2 separate regions of the Aedes albopictus genome follow, and region 1 is linked to region 2. Evidence: chromatin contacts called from public Hi-C data. All regions are on one chromosome and are shown on one strand. Each heading gives the region's core, a stretch centred on a gene start, on an enhancer-like site or on the middle of the called end of the contact. The rest is flanking DNA. Distances are from core to core; before and after follow the strand shown.

Region 1 (3,718 bases), core at 773-3,272, 260 kb before region 2:
GTGAGAGAGATGCGGATACAAAATGCATAAATAATAGTAATTCCGTGTATACTTTTATTTCTGAGTGTGTGGCTAGTTATTCTACTGTCGCCGGCGTCGTCGTTGGCTGCTTCTACACTCAGAAATAAAAGTATACACGGAATTACTATTTTGTATCCGCATCTCTCTCACTCTCTTTTTATTGTCGTCGCGGTTGAAACCCGAAGTTTCCGCACACCCGACAATCGAATTTTCTCAAAATCCATACGTGAAACCTAACGTCGGACGTAGTGCGCTGGACAGCGGACCTGGCCCTCTATCCAGCGCACTGTGCCCGACGTAGGTCCGACACACGGTTTAGGAGAAAAATCGATTTTCGCGTGTCAAAATTTCCGATTTTCAACTGCACGAACAATATTTTCACCTAAACCTAACGTCGGACGTAGTGCGCTGGACAACGGACCTGGTCATCTATCCAGACACACGGTTTATTTTCGCGTGTCAAAAATTTTGATGTTTCGGTTGCATTTCGCGTTTCAAAAATTTCGATTTTCAACTGCATTTTCTCCAAATCCGTGCGTCGGACATAGCTTCGAAAGTGGTGCGCTGTCTGTATAGCGGACCAGATTTACTGTATAGCGCACCACTTCCGAAGATAGGTCCGACGCAGGGATTTGGAGAAAAACCCAACTTCGCTAGTCAAAAACTCCGATTTTCAACTAAATTGAGAGTATTAGCTAAAGACTCGGCAAAATATTGACCGCGCAGAAGACACCTGTTGGATTTGATCCAACGGGGGGAAAATTTCCGAAATTATGATCCTTCGGTACGGGAATGAAAACACTTAATCCGTTGTGTTTGGGAAGGATATAATTTTCCTAAGGAAAATATTTAAATTATAATTGTTACAGACTATCATTATAATTATGTTTGCTTGTCTCGCAAACTGGCTTTGAGAACCCCTGTACAGCAGGTTGTTCTTTGTGCAATATATGGTTAGTTCACATTGGTTTACATAGTTTTACTTACGTTTATGTTCCTTTGTGGCTTCGTGTCTATAGCATATGTGGTCGTAGTCCTAATAATTTGAGTTCAAGTTGTACATATAATCTTTCGAAGAAAATGTATTTTAGCTTACCGGACTTGGAAATAAGCAATTTACTATGTTCTAGGCTCAGAGGAACAGGAACGTAGCGGAGTTTAGGTTACCTAGTATGCATAGATAAATTTAAGTCCAAATTGCATGATTTTATGTATCTAAGCTTACCAATTCGGCGTGTAAATAGTAGACACTTATTCAATTAATTAGTTCACTAGTTTTAAGTTCAATTTTAGGATATTTGCACTAGTTTAAGGATATTTTAAAGTAGAATTAACACAATATTGTTGCTCATACTATCAAGGCATATTCTTCTCTTCTGTTTCTGTCGACTCACCCATGTGACAGGCCGAATACCTGTCACTCCCTACCATCCGTACAATCACTGCCGCAATCTTGTTCGCAAGGTTGCGAACAATGTAGAGACTACGGTGGTAGACTTGCGCGCTGGCCTAATGGGGTAGGCCAACAACACCGAAACGATTACCTACAATTGCGCATATAACCGCGTGATTTTGCACAACCGCACAATTTTTCTTGCCATGCATAATAATGAGCCATTTTACGAGACGTTTCGGATCAGCTGATCGATCATTGAAAGAAAATTTGACAGGAGGTCGCGTCCACGCTCGGGAGTGTGAATATCGTTGTGTTGTTTCTTATAAAATAGGCTATTGAGTTGTCCAAAAAAAAATCTCACGAAATCTACTGCAAGCCTATCCATATACGTGAGAACAAAAGATGTTTACAAAGTTCTTACAGATAGATTAACACGGGAAATATGAACACAAACCACTACCACACAGGAATTTGGATTGGTCAATACCCCACTTCAAGAAGCTTCATGGCCACTGTGCACAAAAAAATATATGGATTCTACTTTATCGAGATACGTGTTCTTGACAAGACCACATTCCCATTCGAGTACACCATCATCTCACCGATTTGACGTCTTTCGAACGGGCGAAAATGGAATGCCGACGTCGCAGTCAGAAAGCGCCCCTTTCTGTTCAGAGACGTCAATCGATTTTCCTATGGTTGATTCGGTGTGAACCATTTCTGTGAATTTCATTGGGAAATACTTGTAAGTTGTAAGCGAAATAATCTGAAGTAGTGAAATCCGTGTACATTTTACATTAATTTAGTGGAGTTCATTGGATTTAAGTGCATTTTGTGGATTTAGAAGCGTTTTCCTGCCGGGGGAAAACTGCGTGGCAGCAGCTGTCACTTCTCGCAACGATTAGGGGAGAGACAGAACTCGGGCGAAATGAGACCTAACCTCAACCCGAATTTGTTGTTCAATTTGTTGTGTTCACTGTAGTAGCAGATAGTGCAATCCTGATGAAGACGTTTTGTACCGATATTAATCATCTTTTTATTTGTGTTTTACTTTCAGGCAAGCCGTACACGGAAAACTATTGAAAAATGTCTCGTTTCTTCGCCGGTGGTGGTTCGGATTCCGATTCCGAAAGCTCGTCTGATAGTGAGGTCGTAGCACGGCCAGCAGCCCCTCAATTCACTGTAAGTTTTATTGAAACCAACATTGAATTTTATTCTCTACGTTCTCTCATCGGACGGCTAAGACCGCTCACGGTCCATCTCGCCTGGCCAACACTGAAATTTAGTGAGTGCTAATTTTTAATTTTATTTCCAGTTCAGCGATGAGGAAGAGGACGTCAAGCGCGTCGTCCGCTCGACGAAGGAGAAACGTTATGAAGATTTGTCCAACATTATCAAGAACATCCGCAACTACAAGAAGATCAAGGATATGTCCAGCATGCTGACCAGCTTCGAGGAATTGACCCGGGCTCATACTAAGGCACTTCCGGTGATCACCAAGGTGGAGAATGGGGTTACTCCCCGTTTCATTATCCGCGCCCTGGCCGAGCTGGAGGACTTCATCAACATGGTCTGGGAAGATAAGGAGGGACGGAAAAATCTGTCAAAGAACAATTCTAAGTCGTTAGGAACGCTCCGTCAGAAATTCCGAAAGTACATCAAGGAGTTTGATAGCGATTTGAAGAAGTTCCGGGAGTCTCCGGATGCAGCAGATGATGACGAAGAAGAGGAGGAGAAGAAGGAAGAATCCGAGTCCGAAGATGAACAGCATGTGGCGCCAACTGCGGCCAAGGCCGTTTCCTTCAAGAAGGATGTGCAGAAGGTGAAGGTGGACAAGGATGACGATGAATCGGATGATTCTATTGATTGGGACATGGACTCGGATTCAGATGAAAGCTCGTCGGATGAGGAAACTCAGTACACCAGCATCCGTGAACGGTTCTTGAAGAAGGCTGATAAGGAAGACGGAGACGATGCCGAAAATAAGAAGGAAAAGAAGAAGTTACAGAAGGATTCCAAGGATAGGCTGAAGAAGAAGCGCGCTGACGACGATGACGAAGGATGGGAGGTGGTCAACGGAAATCGTTCGACCAGTGCTGAGCAGCCCAAGATGTTCGCTAAGGATGCTGAGATCGATGTCAACGTTGTGATTAACAAGCTGAACGAAGTGATGGCCGCTCGTGGCAAGAAGAGAACCGATCGCAAGCTTCAGATCGAGTTCCTGAGGGAGCTGCGCACAATTGCTGACACCCACAATCTTGGAGATGCGGTGGCCGCTAAGATTAGGTTCAACATTGTCTC
Region 2 (3,369 bases), core at 56-2,555:
TTACTTTGGACTCGGCAAAACTCTACGATCGAATAAAGTTCGCCGTAACACGAAGTTAACTATCTACAAAACGCTGATTAGACCGGTCGTCCTCTATGGGCACGAAACATGGACCCTACGTGCAGAGGACCAACGCGCCCTTGGAGTTTTCGAACGGAAGGTGTTGCGTACCATCTACGGCGGAGTGCAGATGGAAGACGGGACTTGGAGAAGGCGAATGAACCATGAGCTGCATCAGCTGCTGAGAGAACCAACCATCGTCCATACCGCGAAAATCGGGAGGCTACGGTGGGCGGGTCACGTCATCAGGATGTCGGATAGCAACGCGACTAAAATGGTTCTCGAGGGTCATCCGACCGGTACAAGAAGACGTGGAGCGCAGCGAGCTATGTGGGTCGACCAAGTGGAGGACGATCTGCGGACCCTACGCAGAGTGCGGAACTGGAGACAAACTGCCATGGGCCGAGTGGAATGGAGACGGCTACTATGTACAGCAGAGGCCACCCCGGCCTTAGCCTGATTGGTAAGGTAAGTAAGATGCATAACCGAGTGCAAGCTGCAATGACAACACGAAGCTCTCCTGACTAGGCCTATGAATTTGCCTGGGAATCCTTTTCACTGCTTCGAGTAACGCACATTACCGCTCTGAACTTACCGGATGAAGCTGTTGGATCTTTTGTGGCGCAATCTGCGGCCTTGGAACCTCGACAGCCAGCGATTCCTTCGGCATCTGCTGCCCCTCCGTAACAACCGTTATGCCTTTGATGTAATGTCGCAAGGCAGTGTCTGATTTTTCAACTCGAGTTTTGAATGCATGGCATCGACTGACTTGATGAATGCATTGAATACAGATTTTGTCCGGCCAGCCGTCCAATTGCTCAATCTACAATTGCAAAACAGTCGTTAGGTTTATGATCAAAAATTTATCAAAAATTACGACGATTTACCTGTATCTTTGCGATTTCCATCAGCATCTCCGCGACCATCTCACCGAAAAGAGGACGCATTTCCTTTTTGATTGCCAAGCATATCCGACAGATCTTATCCAGCTCCAAATTTTTCAGGGTTTCCAGCTCCATATCGACGATCCGTCTTTGAATCTTTTGATTTCCTAGCTCCCGACAAACTATTTTTTTTTTTGTTCGGATACTGAAAACACCGTAAATATACGGATTCACGAGGGTTATTTAAAAAAAATGAAAATTTTGCAGGCTTCCAGAGAATTTTTAAGATTTTCCTAGATGTAAACAAATTTCACGCAAAACAATCAACATTTAAATATGGCGTCAAGAGAATGCCAAATGGTATTGTTCTTTCATCTCTTTTTGCGCACTAGCTGGTATCAACAAGTGCGATCGCAAAATCAGAATGCCGCAGTTCAAATTGATGGAGTGCATTTTTCATGTGTTGATCGAAGAATTTATAAATTTATTAAATTTAAATATAAAAAATAAAATATATAATTTAATTTCTTCCTAATATTTTGAACAAGCGGAACAAAAATCGTTTTTTTTATTTAGGAAAGGTTTTTCGATAAAATCACAATACATTTCGACTCCCTAAGGGGTTGCGATGTGAGGTCGAAAAAGTATTTTGTCGCTCATGGAACCCACTGCGGTTTAATCTGCACTCAGGAAAATCGACTCATACTTGTTCCGTGCATTCACAAACATTGTTCGTGCAGTTGAAAATCGGAATTTTTGAAACCCCTATAGCGTTACGTAATTTGTGTACGATGCCTAAACCGTGTGTCGGACGCACGTCGGACACAGTGCGCTGGATAGAGGGCCAGGGCCACTTGGATGCGCACTACGTCCGACGTTAGGTTTGACGAATGGATTTTGAGAAAATTTGATTGTCGGGCGTGGGGAAACTTCAGGTTTCAACCCGAATTTGCACGCAAAAGCCCAGTTTCGTGTTCTAAATTATTCGGTCAAGACATTTCGACAATGATTTTTCATAAGGGCCTAACTGACTTTCTCGATCGATTTCTCTTCGTCGACTCTCTCTTTCGCTAATAACTTGATCAAACGAACAAAATCATTATTTTTTTTGTTTCTATCCACTTATCCGCGAGCGGTAATGGCGGCGGCGGGCATGTCCAACCGGTTCGGATTTTGACGTTTCTTGGGGGAAAGTCAAAACAGTTTCATTCTCCTCCTCACCCATCAACCCACCATTTGATGGCGCCAACCGATTGCGATCCCCACGAAACGTCAAAATTCGAATCGGTTATTTGTGCCCGCCGCCGCCATTACCGCTCGCGGATAAGTGGATAGCAAGACGTAGTCATCTCCTTCGCATTTCATTCAAAAATTTTTTTGAAAACTCAACACACATTCTGTAATAACACAAAGAGAGGATCGATGATGAAAAATCGAAAATGTCAGTTAGGCCCTAATGAAGAATCATTGTCGATTTCTTGACCGATTCCTGGCAGTTCTAAAGTGACTACTGTTTGATTTGTCATTTCTTCGCAACTGCGTACTGCGATCGAAGAAAAACGATTTCCCGGGCGATTCAGGCAAGGAAATTCCCATGCAACAAGATAGGCTGAAAAATTCCTTCTGAACTGCAAACAGCCCTAAAGGAATAACAATCAATAATAAGGAGCTGTCAAATCGTATGGGATATCCGTGGCGCGTCGCGTGACGCGTCCACTCTGGCGGTACCATAACACAAACATGAAGATGATGCTTGATTCGTCACCATGATTTTGAGATGCCGACTAATGCCTGGTTAAGACAGTGCAAGTGACTTGATTCAAGTCAATGGAAAATGCCCAATTGAATGCGAATTGAACGTGTAAACACCTCCATTCATCTCATCTCACATGAGCAACTCACTTGACTTGAACGAAAGTTGAACATGTTGAACTTTTTCATTCAAGTCAAACGAAATCGCCTCCCTTGCTCCTTGCCCCATCTAAACCCGCGATTCATGCGAGCTGAATTCAAGTCATCTGTCAGTGAAATGAATTCAATTCAGTTCGCTTACGCACCGCACGAGTTGAACAATGTAAACACTTGCTTCAACTGAGATGCATTCAAGAGCATTCAAGCACAGAGAACAGACGAACATGCTCGAACAAAATTTCTTGATAATCTTGTGTAAAGAAAAAGCAAGCTCATTAGCGACATCGACGGTGACTTTCCCACTCAAAAACTTGTTTCGACACCATGATGGCGCTTTCTGAAGAAATATTTCACTAGCGCACCTTTAAATTTTCCTACTCAGATTCTGAGCTGTATTTGCTTAAATAACAAGATGTTTATGATTATTTCACCACAGATAACAGATGTTTATGCTAGTACAAATTTTTCGCAGAATCCTGAGTAAATGTTCAAAACGATATACGTTGGCTCACTA

The links. Hi-C and Micro-C count contacts between places; a contact is called where the count stands out from the background.
Region 1: a contact with region 2 is called in a Hi-C map of whole body, with 6 times the contacts expected there. The contact joins the promoter of LOC134291439 here to the promoter of LOC134291433 in region 2. A contact is called at or near these places in 2 of 3 Hi-C or Micro-C datasets (embryo and whole body).

The regions. Positions count from the first base shown.
Region 1 is chr3:224,757,872-224,761,589 of AalbF5, reverse strand. LOC134291439 (eukaryotic translation initiation factor 3 subunit C) reads left to right here and starts at 2,022. Exons shown (of 4, transcript XM_062859174.1): 1 at 2,022-2,162; 2 at 2,475-2,599; 3 at 2,733-3,718. The coding sequence starts at 2,504.
Region 2 is chr3:224,501,243-224,504,611 of AalbF5, reverse strand. It overlaps LOC134291433 (chorion transcription factor Cf2), which reads right to left and starts at 1,305. Exons shown (of 9, transcript XM_062859162.1): 1 at 948-1,305; 2 at 656-883. The coding sequence starts at 1,079.